7 separate regions of the Mus musculus genome follow, and all the other regions are linked to region 5. A link is a contact called in public promoter capture Hi-C data. All regions are on one chromosome and are shown on one strand. The core of a region is the stretch at or near the end of the contact, and the rest is flanking DNA. Distances in the headings are between cores, read along the strand shown. Region 1 holds the start of Pabpc4 (poly(A) binding protein, cytoplasmic 4). Region 2 holds the start of Adprhl2 (ADP-ribosylhydrolase like 2). Region 3 holds the start of Ppie (peptidylprolyl isomerase E (cyclophilin E)). Region 4 holds the start of Psmb2 (proteasome (prosome, macropain) subunit, beta type 2). Region 5 holds the start of 9930104L06Rik (RIKEN cDNA 9930104L06 gene). Region 6 holds the start of Ago1 (argonaute RISC catalytic subunit 1). Region 7 holds the start of Ago4 (argonaute RISC catalytic subunit 4).

The links. Promoter capture Hi-C pulls out the DNA fragments that hold promoters and counts their contacts.
Region 1: a promoter capture Hi-C map of pre-B cells shows a contact between it and region 5, with 6 times the contacts expected there. The contact joins the promoter of Pabpc4 here to the promoter of 9930104L06Rik in region 5. A contact is called at or near these places in 3 of 39 promoter capture datasets (the C10 cell line, liver and pre-B cells).
Region 2: a promoter capture Hi-C map of pre-B cells shows a contact between it and region 5, with 3 times the contacts expected there. The contact joins the promoter of Adprhl2 here to the promoter of 9930104L06Rik in region 5. A contact is called at or near these places in 3 of 39 promoter capture datasets (cranial neural crest, liver and pre-B cells).
Region 3: a contact with region 5 is called in a promoter capture Hi-C map of pre-B cells, with 2.7 times the contacts expected there. The contact joins the promoter of Ppie here to the promoter of 9930104L06Rik in region 5. A contact is called at or near these places in 3 of 39 promoter capture datasets (cranial neural crest, liver and pre-B cells).
Region 4: a contact with region 5 is called in a promoter capture Hi-C map of liver, with 4 times the contacts expected there. The contact joins the promoter of Psmb2 here to the promoter of 9930104L06Rik in region 5. A contact is called at or near these places in 2 of 39 promoter capture datasets (liver and pre-B cells).
Region 6: a contact with region 5 is called in a promoter capture Hi-C map of pre-B cells, with 3 times the contacts expected there. The contact joins the promoter of Ago1 here to the promoter of 9930104L06Rik in region 5. A contact is called at or near these places in 1 of 39 promoter capture datasets (pre-B cells), 1 of 484 Hi-C or Micro-C datasets (muscle stem cells) and 1 of 9 other capture datasets (adipose tissue).
Region 7: a contact with region 5 is called in a promoter capture Hi-C map of pre-B cells, with 2.7 times the contacts expected there. The contact joins the promoter of Ago4 here to the promoter of 9930104L06Rik in region 5. A contact is called at or near these places in 3 of 39 promoter capture datasets (liver and pre-B cells).

The regions. Positions count from the first base shown.
Region 1 is chr4:123,281,615-123,284,314 of GRCm38.p6, reverse strand. It overlaps Pabpc4 (poly(A) binding protein, cytoplasmic 4), which reads right to left and starts at 1,404. Exons shown (of 15, transcript NM_130881.3): 1 at 508-1,404. The coding sequence starts at 700.
Region 2 is chr4:126,320,442-126,323,223 of GRCm38.p6, reverse strand. It overlaps Adprhl2 (ADP-ribosylhydrolase like 2), which reads left to right and starts at 1,521. Exons shown (of 6, transcript NM_133883.2): 1 at 1,521-1,782. The coding sequence starts at 1,554. It overlaps Tekt2 (tektin 2), which reads left to right. Exons shown (of 11, transcript NM_001357262.1): 8 at 1-104; 9 at 261-404; 10 at 573-652; 11 at 805-1,103. The coding sequence ends at 1,018.
Region 3 is chr4:123,138,689-123,141,388 of GRCm38.p6, reverse strand. Ppie (peptidylprolyl isomerase E (cyclophilin E)) reads left to right here and starts at 1,438. Exons shown (of 10, transcript NM_019489.6): 1 at 1,438-1,487; 2 at 2,425-2,523. The coding sequence starts at 1,457.
Region 4 is chr4:126,676,293-126,678,992 of GRCm38.p6, reverse strand. Psmb2 (proteasome (prosome, macropain) subunit, beta type 2) reads right to left here and starts at 1,350. Exons shown (of 6, transcript NM_011970.4): 1 at 1,148-1,350. The coding sequence starts at 1,238.
Region 5 is chr4:124,935,794-124,938,493 of GRCm38.p6, reverse strand. 9930104L06Rik (RIKEN cDNA 9930104L06 gene) reads right to left here and starts at 1,446. Exons shown (of 5, transcript NM_177573.3): 1 at 1,161-1,446; 2 at 1-54. The coding sequence starts at 51. Cdca8 (cell division cycle associated 8) reads left to right here and starts at 1,577. Exons shown (of 10, transcript NM_026560.4): 1 at 1,577-1,905; 2 at 2,011-2,139. The coding sequence starts at 1,812.
Region 6 is chr4:126,467,238-126,469,937 of GRCm38.p6, reverse strand. It overlaps Ago1 (argonaute RISC catalytic subunit 1), which reads left to right and starts at 1,355. Exons shown (of 19, transcript NM_153403.3): 1 at 1,355-1,541. The coding sequence starts at 1,517.
Region 7 is chr4:126,531,940-126,534,725 of GRCm38.p6, reverse strand. It overlaps Ago4 (argonaute RISC catalytic subunit 4), which reads left to right and starts at 1,268. Exons shown (of 18, transcript NM_153177.3): 1 at 1,268-1,541. The coding sequence starts at 1,523.

The DNA of each region.
Region 1 (2,700 bases), core at 155-2,654, 1.7 Mb after region 5:
AGCAAGTCCCCAAAAGAGAGCCTGGTAGAAACAGCTTGACACTAGCAACTCCCCTCAAGGCAACTGGATGAAACTGCTCTCCTTGCTTTCCACTGCCCTAAAGCCATCCCAAGTCAGTCAGTTCAGGTTAGAGCCCCCAGTTTTGCAACCTACACTTTCAGGTGTCATTTCAATGCACTGAGTGCCAGACCCACTTCTACCTGAGTGGGGCTAGACACACTAGAATACCCAAGTCCCTTTATTCGGATCCCGAATTACACAAATCTCCTTGGGTTCCAACCCCTGCTCTACCCCACCCCCACCCAGTAGCCCAAGGTCATCAGGTTAGCAAGTGGTGGGAGACTGAAGCCAGGGTCATGACCACATGCCTGGCTCATTTTGCTTCCACCCAAGGCTTCTCAGGCAACATGCTGTTATGTTCCCCGGTCCTGGCAGTTTGGCCTCCGCCTTCAGGATTCCCAAGGTCCCCAGGAATCTCCCGAATGTGTGCACACCGCTACTACTCACCGTCAGCTGGCTGCTGGAAGTTGACGTAGGCATAACCCAGAGAGCGCCGGGTGATCATATCGCGACAGACCCGGATGGACAGCACAGGCCCCGCAGGGCTAAACTTTTCATACAGCATGGCTTCGGTGACGTCCGAGTGCAAATCGCCCACGTATAAGGAGGCCATGGGGTAGCTGCTGGCTGCAGCGTTCATCTCCCCACCCCCCACGACCCCGAGCCCCGCCAGGAGGACTTCTAACAAGGCCTACTGCAGGACAAAAGGGGCTCCGAGGAGCTATGGCACGCGCCGCAGCGCACAGGTGGCACCAGCGACGCCGGAGAAGGCTGGAGCAGGGAGGCTCCGAGCCGGGACCCGTGTGCGGGACGACTTGCACGGGACTGCAAAAGCCCCAAGACAAAAGGCTCTCAAAAACAATATGGCCCGCTCCTGGAGTTTGTACTCTCCAGCTGTCCTGGCTTGAGGCTTAAAAAATAAAAATTAAAGTAGGAAATCCCCTCGTAAAGGGGGCAAAAAATTTTCAAGAGGCAATCAGATGCTGCGCTCACGGCCGCCTTGGGAACACGCGTTTCGTGATAAATATAGGCCCCGGACTCCCGGCGGTTTACAGTTACAGCAGCCCAGGAAGGGGGAAACCAAATCTTTGCGGGTGCCGGCGAAGGGCAGTGCGGACACGTGGTGCGGCCAGCCGGGGCGCGGGGCTGCCACGCGGCGCAGAGGCGTGCAGGGGCGGGCCGGGCCGAGGGGGATGGCTCACCACCGGACGGACAGACAGACGCTGACGGACAGGCAGGCCGGAAGCTGTGAAAGTCACTTCCCCACGGGCTCCCAGCACAAGTCGCTGTCTGGTTCTTTTTCTTCTTTTTTTCCCTTTTGCTTTTTTTTTTCCTCTTCTTTTCTTTTCTTTTTTTTTTTTTTAAGGTTTTTGAGGCTTTTGTGTTTTTTTTAAGCTTTTTCTTTTTTCTGCTTCAGGCGTGCTGAGCCCAAACGCAACACTGATGGCTGCGACCCGGGGCGGAGAGAGGCGGCTGGAGCCGCCACCGCTCCATTTATACCCTCCCGCCCCGGGCGCTGCTGGTCGAAGGGCGCCTCGAGACCTGGGCGCAGTCGTGCCCGCCCACTCTGCCCCGGGGGCCCAAGGCGGGGCAGTCACACCAGAGTGACCTGGAGCCGCCCGCAAGGTGTCACAGCGTCCCCTTGCGTTTGGAGGACCAGCAGCACGCACCTGTATGATTCTCTTTCTGCAGTGTATGGATTGAGTCATGTCCTCCCCAAGACCCACACGCAGGTATAATGTTTAAAACATCCATGAAATGCCCAAATCTACACAAAGGGATGCTAAAGTACAGCTACTAGGTGGCCCAATACATGGTTGAGCTGAATACGTAAGACATACGAAAGTTTTAAGAACATATAACCTTGAGGTTGGATTTTGGAGGTCATTAGAAATGGTGGTGGTATCTTAGGTGATGAGACTGTTTTTGAAAAGATGAACAAATCTTGCCAAAGCTTTTATAAAACAAAACGTGACTGTCCGCTCCTGTTTTGTTCTGGTGGCACGCCTACAGCTTAGTTTGTGCAAAAGGAGAAGAGGAGAAGAAAGGTGTATTTGGGCTCATGGTTCTTGTATAAGGGAGCTATCTCTAGTGATGTCCTTACAAGGCATCTCGTGGCGACTCATGGCACAACACAAAGAGAATGCATCTGTGCATGTGAAACAATGTTTTTGTTACTATGTAAACGCTAGTTAAGAGTTTACGCTTAGATGATGAAGGGTAATCATTGACTTTTTACCCAAATGAAGGTTTCACTGACCATTTGAAGATCATGTTATCTCATGAGACTAAATATGTGGAGTTATAGCAGTATTTCCTTACTCCATAAGTGCCAGGGACCATTTTTTTTTCTATCCTTATATTCACTCAAACCAGAAATTAGCAAAAGCTAGACAGATACTCGTCTACTGGTTGAAGCAAACAATTGAGGAAATATAAGTATTTAATCAATCAATTCATTCCAATAAATGGCTAATCAGAGCTCCCCCCCCAGCAGATGCCATGGTTGCCATGGTTACCATGGTATACAAGTAAGAGTCCCTCCTTACCTCTGAGAATAATTTCTGGTGACTATATTAAATAAAGAAGCCTTGCTAGGTGTAGTGACTCACACCTTTAGTCTCAGCACTTGGGAGACCG
Region 2 (2,782 bases), core at 272-2,771, 1.4 Mb before region 5:
ACAATGAACTGGACGCTCAGAGGGTTGCAACAGAATTCACCTTCAGGAAGCGGCTTCGGGAAATGGAGAGTTTTTACAGTGAGCTCAAGTGGCAAGAGAAAAATGTGAGTGTCACCACCACCCCCTTACCCTCCCCCAACCCCACCACCCTGCCTTTCCCACCATGCTGTGAGGCAGGGCATAAGGAACCCTGCCCTGAAGCTTCAGTTGGGAGCCCTAGTGTGAGTCTTGCCGGTGGAGAACAGTAATGTCTGCCACAGACCTTAGAAGAGATAGCCGAGCTGCAGGGAGACATTCGGCGCCTGGAGGAGGACCTGCGTAGAAAGATGATGAACTTGAAGCTTGCACATACCCGGCTGGAGTCCAGAACCTACCGGTCCAATGTGGAGCTCTGCCGGGACCAGGTACAAGGGGCCCCGGTGGGGACCACCCCTGTCTGCTAAGGAGACCTCAGTATTACCCCTCTTCGCACGTTTCTTGTGGAACAAGCATTCTGGTCCAAGGCAGTTATGCGACCAGCTGAAGGGTCTTGCGGCTGAACTGAAAACCCCATCCTGCCCCTCTGTCTTCAGACACAGTATGGCCTCATTGATGAAGTCCACCAGTTAGAGGCAACCATCAATACCATGAAGCAGAAGCTGGCCCAAACACAGTAGGTTTAGAGAGTGGGCAGGAATAGTGGGGGGCACTGCTCAACCATGGGGCCGTAGTGCCTGCTGGTCTCTCTGGGCTTTATGCTGGTGAGATGTCCTGGCCCCTGCAGCCTGATGTAGGGCTCTGAGCTCCCGATGCTTTGCGTTACAGGAACGCTTTGGATGCCCTGTTCAAGCACCTGGCCCGGATACAGGCTGATATCGCGTGCAAGACCAACACCCTGCTCTTGGACACCAAGTGTATGGACACCCGACGCAAGCTGACGGTGCCGGCTGAGAAATTTGTGCCCCAGGTGGACACCTTCACGCGCACGACAAACCGCACACTGAGTCCACTCAAAATCTGCCAGCTGGAGCTAACCTAGGCTTTGGCGGCTGAGGGAAGACACAAGATTGGTGGGAGGGGGGAGTAGTGAGGGGACAGTAAAATAATAAAAATGGAGTTCTCAAGCCAGGCTCTTTTCTGCTACCCCATGAGAGTGGCTGACCGAGTGAGACAGTCCACTTGAGCGATGGAGTCGCCTAGACTTCATAGGGGTCGAGTCCAAAGCGACTCCAGAAGGAATACGGGTGTAAAGATACAGGTGATCGCCCGCGGGCAGCAGTGGCTTTGAGTGGGCAACATTCTTGTTCAGGTGCTTTTCAAAGGGTCCTCCGCGGGATTTTAGGGAGCTGTCGGCCGCATTTGTGGTGCCATTTACAAATGAGAAGGTAGGGAGCGCCAAAGCGAAGCGTGCGAGTACTTATGGGGCGCTGAGACTCCCAGCCGTTGAGTGGCGCTGTGGGGTAGGACGTAGGCTGAGACTCCGGGCCACAAGGGGGCGCTGTGGGGCCGCGGGGAAGAGACGACCAAAGAGGCGGCAGCATCGATGCCGGAAGTGGCGACTAGTCCGCGCGCGGATGGCGGTGGCTGCGGCGGCAGCAGCTACAGCGATGTCGGCGGCGGGGGGCGGCGGGGCAAGTGCGGCCCGCTCCATCTCGCGCTTCCGAGGTTGCCTGGCGGGCGCGCTGCTGGGAGATTGCGTGGGCGCTGTCTACGAGGCACACGATACCGTCAGCCTGGCATCAGTCCTGAGTCACGTCGAGAGCCTGGAGCCGGACCCGGGCACGCCGGGCAGCGCGCGGACAGGTGGGCGGGGCACCACCGATCGGGTCCCCACCCCTGGGCGAGGGGACCGAGACTCGGGGGCGCGCGCGCAGACTAGGCTGCCGAGGTGGAGGCTCCTGCGGCGAGCTCCCACGAAGTCACGAGGCTGAAGGCCCCTGGATCGAATCGGTTTGCTCCAGCTCTCCGTGGTTGTAGGTCTCCAGCCATGACCACATTCAGAGCGCAGGCCTCGCCTAAAACCTTGGCTAGAGCCAGTTCCCGCGTGGCCAGTTCCGTCGTGACCAGCTTTCTCAAACTGCTGGCCCGATGTGGGCGTCGGCGAGGGCTGTCCCTAGCCTGTTAAGACATGTCCCTTCCTTTCGCTTGCAAACGCAGCTTGTCCTCAGATTCCAGGTCAGATGTCAGTAGAAGACTTGGTTCTTCTTGAAGAGCATGTAACATAGTAGAAGGGGGCCGTCGTCAGAACCCCAGAGGACTCCACGAGTTAAGAGGCATTTAGAGGTAGGGGAAGGAGCGAGGAAGGACGGGGTGTGCCGAGAAGTAGGAAGGATGGTAACAAAACCAGAGGAAAGAATTTCAAGACTAGGACACTGGTGTGTTACAGAAAAGTCAGGGTAGTCTGGACCCAGAAAACCATGTCGAGTTGGTCGAGAACATGGAAAACGGGTGTTAAAGGAAGCAGAGATAAGACAAATTTTATTTCATTATGGTTTGGTAAGATGGAAAAAAAAAAGGTGTGTTTTAGGTTGAGTGGTAGTTGGGACCCTGTGGCTGCAGGAAACACATTTTAAGAGGGTCTGAGTGGAAAGAACTGACAGAGTCCAAAGGAAGTTCTGGCCTCCAGCAGTGCTAAGTCCAGGAGTTCAACTCCTAACTAGCTTGCTTGGTTCCTCTTGGCCTTGAGTTTCCCTTTGGGGGGAGCTCACTTTGGCAGTCTCCTTTTCCTACAGTATGGTCCCAGTAACACTGCAGAAGAGGTTCTCCTTGGGGCTGGAGAGATGGCTCTGCAGTTAAGAGCACT
Region 3 (2,700 bases), core at 189-2,688, 1.8 Mb after region 5:
GGAAAGTGACTGTTCTCCGCTCAGGCAGACAGCAGCAGCAAATGACCTTGTGGGTGTGATGTTTTTTTAAGAGGAAAAAGAGGGGAATCTGTGATAGAATGGCTAGGATGTGGTGGTCATGTTTTGGTTGACCGTATTAATTAGGGTAGGCCAAGGGGGGATTTGACTGTTGTAGTGGCTATTTCTGGTTGTCAACTTGACTATATCTGGAATGAACTACAATCCAGAATTGGAAGGCTCATCAGTGACCCTAATCTGGAGGCTGAGAGATAGAAGTTTCTGACCTGGATCTCAGTATGGAGATCTTGAGGCATAGTGGCTATGGATTTCAGAAGATTAAGACAGGGAGATCAAAGATTAAGATTAAATTCCTTTACTATATAGAGACTACCCACAGTTCTGTGACTCTAGAGAACCCTGACTAATACAATTGTTGAACTTTAATACTTTGATAGCTGGACCTTGGTGATCATCCTCAGGAGGAGGCCAAATAAGGGAATAGACCTTATTTGGCCTACGGCTAGCTTTAGGAATATAACCCTGTTTGTTTGTTTGTTTATTAGCAAGGCAGAGGGAATGGGGAGAAGGACAAGGCCTGCCACACCTGTGCTTACCAAGCTTGGGCCTGCTAGAGCCCTTTAACAATACAGCAAAGCTTCCTGTGGTGGTATATGCTTTTAGTCCCAACCCTCAGGAAGAGATCTCTGTAAGTTCAAGGTCAGCCTGGTTTACATAGTGAATTCCAAGATATTCAGGACTACATAGGAAGATCCAGTCTCAAAATAAATACATAAAATAAAACTTGTTAAATTTCTATTTGAGGTAGGTTGGTGGTATTCAATTGGGATTTCAGCACTGGGGAGGCTGAGATCTGGAAGGCATAGTGGGATACTCTAACAAGCAAACAAATGTGATCCTACTGTTTTGTACTGCTATTGAGAACCTATAAATTTAAATATTACGTTAGAACAAGAGTATAGCAAACACTTTGCCCAAAGGGCCAGATGGTAAAATATCAATGGCCGTGGGAGGAACAGGTCTCTTCCCTTTGTAACATGAAAGCAGCCAGACAATAGAAAAGGAACGGATGTGGCTATACTCTAACAATTAAACTTCGTGATATTGAAATTTTAATTTCATATAATTTTCATCTCTCAAGAAATATTGTCGATCCTTCGCCTCACCCCGGTTCAAAGTGTAAAAACCGTTCTTGGCTCCCGAATTGGCCAAAAACAGCTGCCTGGACAGCCCGGACCATAGTGTGTTGGTAATGGTTCAATTGCCGTTAATATCTAGGTTGATCAGACCAAGGTTTGTTTCCTTCCAGCTCTGGGAGCTACAGCCAAGAAGGGGCGGAGCCTGCAGCCGCACAAAGACCCGCCCCGACCTAAGGGGAGGGGCGACGGCGAGGGGGCCGGCCGAGTGCCGGCTTCCGGCGGAAACGGGCGCGAGCAAGATGGCCACCACCAAGCGTGTGCTGTACGTGGGTGAGCAGGCGCGGGAGCTAGACTTAGTCTGAGCAATGTGGGAAAGGGGGAAAGCAGCCGGGGTCTATGGAGGGCTTGCTGGGCCTGAGGGTGTGAGCCCGAGATGGAAGGACAATTCCGGCGACCTTCCTAGTCCACTAAGCGCACAGGAACCCCGACGAGTGACAAGAATTTTGGGCTTCCAAATCCCTCCCGCCCATTCGTTTTACAAACATTCAGTGCGGAATGGCTGGATCTCTGCCCTAAAGGAGGAGTTACCAGACTATCTAGGAGAAAGTGGGAAATAACCTACACACCCTAGCGTTGTAATAGGGACTAACAATGATGACAGGAACTTGGGTGAGGGCAAACTTTCTGTTGCCGGGACGCAGAAGTTGAGCAGGAGTTGGGCAAAGAGTCAGAGTAGAGGCAAAGCTGTTCGCTGCACCGGAGCCGAAGCTCAAAGGCGTAAAAGAGCCTGGCGCCTAGGGGCAGCTGGGTCATTTTTCGAGAAACTCAGGGAAATTGGGGAAAACAAAATGGAAGATACAAGAGAGATCGGCGAGAGTCGGATGATAACCCTGTGTACACTACCAAGGAGCTCTCACTTTATCTTGAGGACAGTGACATTTAAGACTTTGAAGTCTAAGAGAACCGATGGATTCATTTCCACTTATATTTGGTTGGGGGGGGGCGGTTGGAGGAAGGAATTGAGGCAGAGAGGTCAGTTACAAAGCTTTCACAAGAGTTGGAGATCGAATCAGAACTGTTTAAAAGGAGATTGAAGAAAGGAAAGTAGTGTGGGTAGGCTGTAGAGAGAGATGTTTGTGTAGACAAAGGACTGGATGGAAAGATCCCTCCCTTTGCCTGTCATACCAGTGACAGGCAAAGTCCCTGGTGTGCAGGGACCTCTGAGTGTGTAGGACAGCGGCTCAGAAGGTCCTTGGCTCATTTGCAGGCGGGCTGGCAGAAGAGGTGGACGACAAGGTTCTTCATGCTGCATTTATCCCCTTTGGAGACATCACAGATATTCAAATTCCTCTGGACTATGAAACAGGTGGGTCATTTGAGTGTCTTTAACGCTCATTACCCTCCGATAGGGAAAGAATTAAAGTCACATTCCAGTTCTAAATTTACATTCTTAAGTTCTAGTAGAATTCTTGCCCACCATATGAGGCTTTGGTTTCAGTTCCCAGCACTAATCACACAGAGACACACACAGAGGGGCAGAGAC
Region 4 (2,700 bases), core at 101-2,600, 1.7 Mb before region 5:
TTCTACCACCTGTAAGCTTAGAAACTTTTTCTTTGATAATTTTAAAATTTTTATTTATTTATTTAGAGACTCTCTCTCTTGTTCTGCACAGGTGCACATTGCCACAGAACAGGTGCACAGGTCAGAGGACAACCTGCAGGATGTTGGGGTGGGGTCTCTTCCTCTGCCATCTGGGTTCTGGGACCAAACTCCGGTTGTGAAGCCTGGGCAAAAGCATCTTTACTACTGAGTTATTTCAACATCTCCTTAAGAAAGTTTTGTACATATACACACATATACACACACACACATACATATATACACATACATAGATATGTATACGCACACATATATGTACACACACACACATATATATGCATGTGTGTTATATATAATATATACTATATCTATACATCTTAGTTATACATATTCTGTCTCCAAAACTAACTGCAAGAAGGGCACATAGTAGAGCCAAACTTTTAACAAATTAAAATGTTAACGATGGACACACCTGATACATATATGCTTCAGTTTGTTAAGTGTTTGTCCAATGCTAACTCCTTCACTCAATCCTCTCAACAAGTTTTGAGTTGGTTATTAGTAATTTGAGAGATAAGAAAATCTGGGCACGGGAAAAAAAATAACGTACAAAACTCACAGAGCAAATAAAGAGAGGCCATCTCTGCTGCATTCCACTATTTAACGACAAGTAAAATCTAGCAGCCAGGGAAAGGCGGAAGAGGCTCTGAGGTGAGCCACTGAAGACAGCGGAAGCAGAGTGGAAATGCCAAACTCTGGGGAGTCTCACTCTCCCCAAGATCCCACCTTAGGGCACCCACAAATTATAACTTCTATCTGGGGCGACTGAAACTTGCCAGAAATTCAGAAATTGGAGGCGCCGGGCACACACTTGAGCTCTCATAAACTTAATTCCCTCACGCTGAGCAACTCTCACCTAGCAAGCCTCATCTGACCCAGAATCCCAAACTAGAGCCCTAAGCTTGTCTGCCGGCTCCCCCGGCTTCTCAATCCTGCAGTGCCAGCAGGGCAGAGCACACTGGGCTCCATCTTCCAAGCTGCCCAGAGGGAGGCCCACGGTCCCCTTCACCAACTCCCGCCGACTGCCCCTCCAGCCAGGCCCGCCGGGCCTCCCCCTGCTTCCTCTCACCGTCCTTCATCTGGACAATATTGCTGGCGGCCACTCGGTCGGAAGCGACGAGGACATAGTCTGGGCCCTGGATGCCAATGAGGTACTCCATGGTGCCGGGAAGCGGGAGGCTGCAGAGGCCACGGACAGGGACACTTCCCGGGTACACGACCTCACCAGTGAGACAGCACACCCGGACTGAGCTGGGGGTGACGCAAGACGCGCGACGGCCCAGTCACTGGCGCGGCCCAATGACGTCACCTCTCGCGAGAGAGCAGGCGGGAGCTTGGGTGCTTTTCCGCGCTGAGATTGCGGAGTGGGCTGGTCTAGAGGTGTGGTTTGGAAACGTAGCTGTGGGTGATGGGGCGTTGCGTTTCCTTATCTACCAAGTCGAATTTTAGAGTTTGCACGCAAATCAAGCCGTACCCTGTGTAAGAAGTACCAGCACGTGTGGGTGCTACAGAGGAGAGGAGGTCTTCAGCTTTCTGGTTTTCATTTCCTTGCTCGTTAAACAAACGGGAAAATTTTCCCTGCAAGCCAGATTGAAGAACAATTTCCCCGAGCCATAGAGTTAAGGACCAGGGGAGCAGCCTAGGACAACACATCTCAAAAGCAAAACAAACAAACAAACAAAAAACCTACTTGGCGGTGGTTCCCTCTTGAAATCCTAGTACTGGATAGACAGAGGCAGAAAGCACGTTAGTCAAGCCTGTCCCTCGAACCCACGGTAGAAAGAACAGACTCCCCAAAGTTTTCCTCTGACCATCACACTAGCGCGTTCATCCCCAATACAAATAATTTTTAAAAAAAATTTTAAATTTAAATATTTTACTATACTTCTGTTTCATTACATTTAAAATATTATTTTAAAAATGTATTTATTAATGTAAATGAGCTAAATACCTAATAAAAATGGGAAAAAAAAGTATTTATTTACACTCCAGCCATTGCCCCCCTCCCCAAAGTTCCTCATCCCAACAAATTTTTAAATGTTCACTTTTATTTACTTATTTTTTATATTTTGATTTGTCCCGACAGGATTTCTTGGCTACTCTGAAACTCACTCTTATAGACTAGGCTGACCTCGAACTCAGAGATCCACCTGCCTCTGCTTTCTGAGTGCTGGGATTAATGTATTGTGACACCACCACCCGGCCTTTTTTGAGAGATGGGGTATTACTACTATGTAGCCTTGGTTGTCCTGGAACTAATTTAATTGTGTTGACCAGACTAACTTCAAATTCACAAAAATCTGCCTTCCTCTAACTCATCAGTGCTAGAATTAAATTCCTGATCCACATGCCCTACATGAAATATTTTGGAAAGAGTAAGATAGGAAATTAGGGATGGACTGGAGAGATGGACCCGTGCTTAAGAACACTGGCTGCTCTTCTGGAAGACCTGGAATCAATTTCCAGTACCCATAAGGCAACTGGAAGACAGCTATCAGCAACTCTGGTGTATCTCTGTCCTCTGAAGGCACTTCACACACTTGATGCACACACATACATTCAGGCCAAAACCCCATAACACATAAAGTAAAAATAATTCTTTTAACAATAGAAAGGGTAATA
Region 5 (2,700 bases), core at 197-2,696:
GCACTTCCTCAGGGCCTCCTGCACAACCAGCAGAGGCTGGTCATGAGCCATTTTCTGGGAAAAAATAAACAAAACAAAAGGGAGTCAGGGTACCAGAAGGGAGGGCCTGCATCAAGGCTGCGTCATTTCCGACCTCAGGAGAAGACCAGCTGTTGGTCTTCAAATAGTCCCAAGGCAATAATGAAAGGTAGGGAGACTTTGGGGGACACAAACAAGAACTCCTAGTCCTGGAAGTGGGCTGACACCTTCAGCCAACAATGAAGGAAGAATTCCTGCAAGTACACTTACCAACTGTGAACAGCCTTTCTTCCTTCCTGCTGTAAATCTTCCATGTTCTAGAAATCTCACCAGGAATCCCATTTACAGAGAAAGGACACACACTACCCCATTTACATCTGTAGGATTTAATACCATCAAAGAATCTTGAAAGCCACCTCACTTACTTCTCTTATCAAACAACTTCTTGTTTGAAGGGAGTCACAAGGGTTTTTAGAAACCCTTTTGAGATGTAAACTGAAAGCCACCAAAATAAGTAATTGTGGCTAATGTAACATGACTTTAATTCCAGCCCTCTGGAAGCAGAGCCGGGTTTTGGGTTTGAGGCCAGCCTGGTCTCAAGAAACTGGGGGAAAAGAAAGAAAATCAACTGCTGATCTCCCTAGAGAATCTCATACCCACGTGGCTATGTCTAACTTTCTGAGATTCTCTGAGGAGCATGCAAGTGTCTTTTATGCCTAGGTGCCTGCCTCTCTCTCTTAATTCTTGTGCTTATGCCTGTATTTAAAACAGCCATAGGCTGGGAGTTGTCGAATGCATCTTTAATCCTAGCACTGGAAAGACAGAAACAAGCAGATCTCTGTGAGTTCGAGGCCAAACTAGTATACACAGAGACTTCCAAGATAGCCAGCGTTATATGGTGAGGCCCCGTAGCAAATATGTTCATGTAACTCTGCTTCATAAATCAGCTAGTGCTGAGTTCTTTTCAGCGTCAGGGCCATCAACTGAGCTCAGCTAGTGCTGAGTTCTTTTCAGCGTCAGGGCCATCAACTGAGCTCAAGTCCTTAAAAGGCTAGGGCAACTCCCCACGCTGCAGAGTGGAGCTGTGTCTCTGTCTTGTAACCGCGGACACTCAAGAATATTGATTCTGGCGGTCCTCTTACCTTCTCTCTGCAGGAAGACCGTTGCTTCGGGTCTTCCGAAGGGGTTTCTTCACGACAGGGCAATCTGCTTTAGACTGCGAGTCTCTGGGGTCTGTCTGTTCCGGGACCTGTGCTTCTGGAGTCAGTCTTGTCGCCTCTCTTTAAGATTTCCAGCCCTAAATCAACAGGAAAACGTAAATCCTGCGATGTCAACGCTGAGTACATCAAAAACTACACCGCGCTTATTCACAAGAACGAACTCACCACTCTACTTCCAGTTAGCACGACTCTGGAGTCGCGAAAAGATGGCGTGTGCCGCAATGACATCTGGGCATTGAAGTCCTCCATGAGGATTGGCTGGCGGAAGGAGAAGAAGCTTTATTGTGATTGGGCGTGGTGAGAACCGTCCTAAGACGGCGATTTGCTATTGGCTAGGCTGTGCCCGTTGAGTTTGAATTGGGTGGCGGTTAACCGAGGAGCCGCCCGTCCCTTAGTTGGAGCTGTGAGGGTTCCTCAGACTGTGTTTTGGGACCTGCAGGTAGGTTTCGGCAGAGTTCTGGAAACCTAGACTCCAACGACTGAACTTTCTCAGCTCTCCGACCGCTCACACCCTCTCCCCGTCTCAGTCGCGGAGCCGGCTGCTTGGCCCCTCGCTCGACGCAGCCAGGCGCCATGGCTCCCAAGAAACGCAGCAGCCGCGGAACCAGGACCAACACGCTGCGGAGCCGGAAGCTCGCCTCCTTCCTGAAGGACTTCGACCGCGAGGGTAAGGGGTGGATTCGCGTGATCGTGGGTTTTGGGTGGGTTGGGACGCGGATGCGACGGCTTCGCACACCTGACGCGGGATCCGTCCGCTTTCACCTCTTTGCAGTGCAAGTTCGAACCAAGCAAATTGAGTCCGACAGACAGACCCTCCTCAAGGAGGTGGAAAATCTGTACAACATCGAGATCCTTCGGCTCCCCAAGGCGCTGCAAGGGATGAAGTGGCTTGACTACTTCGGTAAGAGCTGCTAGCGTTTTCCCCGTGACCAACGAGTGCTTATCTTGAAAGCTTATTGTAGGGACTCATTCAGATGTCCCCTTCTTAATAAGGTCTAAAATAACCACCGGTAGGAAATTGCCATCTGTCATAACTTATAAAAGAATGGTGGGCCCATAGGAAAGAAGTAGGCATGAATTACCCTTCAGATGAGCGCTATTAGGACAGTGCATCTCACCTTCACGTTTGAATGGGAGAGCTTTAGAAGAGATATACCAGAAATAGAATGATGGAGGCCTGAAGGAAGAGGGGCGAGGCCGAGATCTCAAATCTATAGTACAAAGTGAGCTGATAATTGAAGGTTTTTCAGGGGTTGGGGGAGGCTGTTCCGCACTGACATGACCTAACCTATGCTAGCCTACCTGCCAATAGGCAGGGATGCAGTCGCTCAGTAGGACAGTAAGAGTTGTCCTGCAGCTTAACAGCGGAGGGAGAGGACTGTAAGAGCAGGACGCATCATGTCTTCTCAGCATCTCTGTATCCAGGGGGAGTGTTTTGGGAGAACACATCCATCTTTTGGGG
Region 6 (2,700 bases), core at 106-2,605, 1.5 Mb before region 5:
GCGTTTGTGTGTGTGTGTGTGTGTGTGTGTGTGTGTAAGTTACGTTTGAGCTGGGTCTCTCTGTAATTACCCCATCAGTGCAGCAGACCAAATGAGAAGGTTATGTGAGACGATCAAGGAATTAGCTGTGGTGCTTCTGGCAAGGTAAGAAAAGGGTACCCACACTAGAGACTATGAGAATGACAGGGAATGCTTTGAGAGCACTTCATAAGGTAAGCATGTCAAGACACAGTTGAATATAGCAAATAGACAAGGGAGACAGGAGCTGATATTTTTGGCATGGAGATGCAGTTCACTGAGACAGGACAAATATATGTATTTTGTAGGGGAAAAAGAAAGGGTTAGGTTTGGACTTAAGTTTGAATTGTTAGATCCAGCTGGAGCTGTCCAGCAGACAGTAGGAAATATGAAGCTGCAACATGGTAACGTATAGATATTTGGGCATTAAAAGTGGATGAAGCTGTGAAGAGGCAAGGGGAGAGTAGAATATAAAATTCAGGTCACTACAGTGAACAAAACAAGAGGAGCCACTGAAGAAAGCTCTTCAGGACAGACATTAGGAGACTTAAGAAAATGTGAAAGCCAAGGAAAGTCTTTTTTTTTTTTAATTTTTAAGAAGAGATATAGTTTCAGATGCTGCAGGGAAATAATAGGAAATTAGCCTTTGGGGTTTGACACAAAACGTCATTAAGAGATTTGGTAGGAGCAAACGTTCTGCAGACGAAAAAGTGGAGGCAGGTGCTTCCTGCAGATAGAGAGCTCTGTCAGTGTCAAAACTGTTACACCGGCCAGAATAGGCAAGGTTTCTAACACATTTGTGGTCTCAGCGCCAGGCACGCAGCCTGGAAGGGTGGGTGGCATTAATGAGATCAGCGACTAGGGACACAGAAAGACTGACTTAGCAGAGGCAGTCAAGACTTAAGGGTGAGGGTGATTGGGAGAGGTGGGAGGCAGGGCCTTTGAGTGATTGGGTGTTGGAGGGGGAGAGGGTCGGGGAATGGGTGGGAGCCAGGCTCTGTGTTGATAGCGGGGCTGTGGATAGGTTTCCAGAGATCTGTTTAGGGAAAAGACAGGGCCCCAGGCTGCAGCCGGGGAAGGGGTGTCGCCCAGCCCCTCCCCTCTTACGCCACTGCGCGGCTCCGCCACTGGAGCCCTCCCGCCAGGCTGCACGGCTACGAGTGGCCGCCAGAGGCCGCTGCACGGTCCCCGCGCCCCCGCCCCTCTCCATTGGCCTTTGTTGCCGTCGAGCGCCCCGCTTGACTCGTTCCCGTCCGCCCCATGGGCCCATCGGTCGCGCCTGCGCACTGGCAGCTACTCGGGCGCTAGCAGGGGGAGCTGCTGCAGGCTCCGCGGCGGCGGCAACGGAGGCTGCGGGGGCGACAGCGCGAGCGGCCGGGCTTCGGGGGGGAGCCGAGCCCGGCCCGGGAGCCCGAGCAGTGCAAGTGCGAGGTACCTAGGCCCCTCACGCTGGACTCCTCAGTCTCCCGGCCGCCTGTCCTCCGCACGGGTATATGGGATGGAAGCGGGACCCTCGGGAGCAGGTAAGGGCCCTCGGGGACTGGGAGCAGTGTGTATTCCAAAGCCCTATAGGCTCTCGCGGCATAGAGCATGGTTGCAGAGTGAGGAGAGGGGCTCTCAGGGGATGGGGGGCCCATTTTGAAGGGGGTTGTATGCAGTTCCGGCTGAGAACCATGTGAAGATCTGAGACCCGGGCTGTTTGTCCTAGGAAGCAGTATACTGTCCCGAGGGTGAGAAGTAACCTGGGAGAAGGGCCTGAATGCACGGTGTCCTTCCGTGAGGTCTGGGGAGGCCTATGGGGAGGCCCGGCAGGTGGCAGGGGGGCGGGCTCCAGGTGTCCTGGAGAGGAGGGGGGCGACACAGATGGGCCTGGAACTACCGCCTGTCGGGGGGCGGGGGCTCGGCCGTGCTGGGCTGGGCTAAGCTAATGTCTCTGGGGAGTAGGCGCCGGGGCTGGCCTCTGAGCTCCGCCCAGCTGGGCCTGAAGCGGGGGTGAGGGTCAGGGGGCGGTGGGTGGGGATTTAGACCAGGGATTTCCCCCCTTAGATTGGGGACTTGAGTGGTGGCGCGGGAGCATGCGCGGAGGTACCAGCCTGAAGGGCTGCCCTATGTGGTGGGGGCGTGGCTGTTGGAGTATCCCTCCTGTGCCCCTGGGTTTAGGAGGAGTGTGCAGTCTCGCAGATTCTGTTTGCGTAGTACAAATGGGAATTGCCTTCTGTCTTGGGGGAAGGGTGGGGGGCGGTCTCTGACACTTGGTCCTTAAACCCCGGAGTAGCAGTTTGTCAAAGAAAGGGTCGAGGTCAACTGCCAGAGTGCATTTTCTGCTGCATGAGGATGGACGGGGACCAAAGCCTTGCTTTATGAGCTACTTCTCTCAGAAGATAGGCCTTAGGAAAGTGTTGGTCACTGAGAAACTAGGCCCACATGTTTTTCAAGTTTCTAGACCACTCCTGAGAAGAGATGGGAGCTTTTAATCTGAAGATAGTGCCCTCCTTTTCCATGAATTGACTCTATATCACAATATAATCTCTCTATATACCTGTGCCTCCTGTTTCCTAGTGGATCTTTTCCCACGTCAGGAGCATGTCATTAGACTCAAAGCTGCCAAGCTTGTCTGCCTGATAGAAACAAGTTGTTAGGCAGACACACTGGTGGCGCACGCCTTTAATCCCAGCGCTGGGG
Region 7 (2,786 bases), core at 19-2,518, 1.6 Mb before region 5:
CACTGGGCTGGAGTCTCTTAAAACATGGATTGCCTTAAATTCTTTGGTAGCAAAGGCTGGCCTTGAACTCTCCAACTTCCTACTCAGGCTGTCAATGTTATAAAGTACCTTTACCCACTGAGCCATCTTCCTTATAAGAAAAAGAAGTTGGGGGCTGTAGAGATGGCTTTAGTGGTTAAGGGTACCTCATACTCTTGCAGAGGCCCCAGGTTTGATTCTCAGCCCCTACACAGCTTACATTATCTGTAATCCTGTTTCGAGGGGATTCGATTTGGTCTTCTGGTCTCCGGAGGCACCAGGCACAAACACATGCATGCAGGCAAAAAATACTCATACACATAAATTAATTAAAACCAACCAAACAAAAAGGAGCGGTTTGAATAGAAGTTACCATGGGAAGACCGTGTGATAGCACAAGAAGATAGATTTCTACAACCGAAGGAGAAAAATCACACCCCCTGCCCCAACTCGCCTTGATTTTATTAGACTGTCGGTGTGCAAAACTGAGAGAAAACGCATTTCTATTGCACTAAGCTGAGGTACCCAATGGTGGGCCCCAGCAAACTAGAATGAGAGTGTTGTGCCTTTTTAACTAATAGACTGCCGTTGCCCGTTTAGTTGACCAGACAGCCTATGGTCCTGTCTTAACTGGAAGTCCTGAATGGAAACTTTAAGGACACTTGACTCGCTGAGCTACCTGCTGCCTTGGTGACATGTTGACCAGTCTTGGGACCCAGAACAGAACCTGCTTTCCCTGCACAGGGAAGGAAGGTGACTGGATATGTGGTGTCCGGGGTGAGGGTGGGGGTGGAGTAGGAGGAATGACTGAAGGTGACTGAAGGACCGATTGTGCCTGAAGTGTCCAGGGGTCATCTCTGGTGGTGGTGGAGCGATGGAGGACAGGTTCCTAAGGTGAGTCTCAGGACGAAGTGGAGGGCTGCTGCCTGTGGGTCATCAAGGACTGGAATCCAGCTCTTTCGATGGCGACTTGGAGGAAGGTTGCCAGAATGGGGACCGGCGGAGCGGCGTGCGGGACCGCAGGCGAGCGGGCCCGCTGGTGGAAGGGCGGGCGGGCGCGCGCCTGACGCGTCCTCTGGGCTCGGCCCCCCGGGCGCGCGCCCGTCCCTGCCGCACCCCGCCCCCTGCCTCGGTCAGGCTCGCTGGACCCCGCGCGTGCGGGGCCGCGCACGCCCCCTTCGCTAGCCGGGACCCGGGACCGCAGGCGCCTGGCGCCCCCGCCCCGCCCGGCGGGCGCGCGCCGCCTCCCGCTCCCGTTCCAGCTGGCGGCGGCGGCGGCAGCGGCCGGGATTGTTTTTGTTGTCGCTGAGGCCGGAAGAGCCGTGACAGAGTCGGGTCCCTGTCCCCGGACTGGGCGCCGCCGCCGCCCCCTGCCCGCCCCCGGCCCGCGTCTTCGCGGCGCCGCTTCAGCGCCAATATTCCAGAGAGCAAGCGTTACGCGGCTCCGGCGGGGCCCGGAGCGGGAGGCGCTGGGGACCGGAGCGAGGCGGCCCCCGTCGCCGCCATGGAGGCGCTGGGACCCGGTGAGGAGCGCGCTCGGACCAGGGTCAGACCTGGGGCTCGGGAGGGCAGACAGACCGGCGGAAGGGACTGTCGCTGCCCGACCGCCGCTCGCGGACCCGGCTGCCGGCTGCCAGGCCCCGGGAAGGAAGGGGTCCCATGCCCTCGTCCCTGGGGGGCGGGGACCACGCCCCAGCTGAAGACTCTAGGTCTATTCGGGACCCGTCTAAGGGAGGGAGGCTCAAGAGGTGACCCGAGTTCCCCGGGGTAGGGCAGACCTGTTCGGACCTTAGATCTCTGTCCACGGTCGCCGCGAGGCTAGTTGGGGCCTCAAATGGGACCGTGTGTCTGGGGCACGCCGAGGCCCGGCCCAAACCTGGAAGGCCTTCTACCTTCTGTCAAGGGTTTTCTTGGTGTGGGGCAGAATCCCTGTTTTCTTTTGCACTGGCATCTGGTTCCTCAGATGAGGAGGAGAGACCCACTCACTCATGTCCCTGAAAGCCAAAGGGAGAAATGTCCGTTCTTTTTCCAAAACTCTGAAGTTTGGTATCTGTCAGTTTGTCAGTCCCAGAGTGCTCTGGAATGACAATCCAATACTCTCCAGCAAGGGCATCAATGCCCTGCCTTCCCTTTTAATTGGGTTATCAGAGGCTGTTAAAATCAAACGAAAAAGTGTTTTTGAAACTGTGATTCTTTGCTGGTTATGGGTGGCCCCTGGTTCTCTCGCTCTCTGCTCCAACCCAAGGAAGCTTTCCAAACTCTCACGAATACTCTTCGTTTGGAGCCTTGTGCTCCTGTCTCAAGCCCTACAACAGGTTGCTAATGGCTTGGCTAAGTAGGGCAAGGTTTAGGGGCAGTGATGGAATTAGTTTTCATATTCAAACCTTGTCTACATAGTAGACTTAGTTGTATGTTTTTAAAATTCATAGAAAATTAGGTTTATTGTTTGCATTTGGAAATTTTGCAGGTTTGTTAACTTGGAACATATTTACATAACTGAGCGATTAAATCCTATCTTTATTTGCTGCTTAAGGTTTTCTTAAAAAGCCCACATAGTCAAATGTCATAAGCCTTCAAAAAATAAATCGGCTTAGCTGGGCATGGTGGCATATGCTCATAATGCAAACAGTTCTGGGGTGGAGGCAGGGAGCTCCAGAGTTCAAGGCCAGTCTCAGTTACAAAGTGAGTTTGAGGTAGGCCTGGGCTACTTGAGACCCTGATTATAAAATAAACAAACAGGTTTGAGCCTGCTGTAGTGGTGCATACTT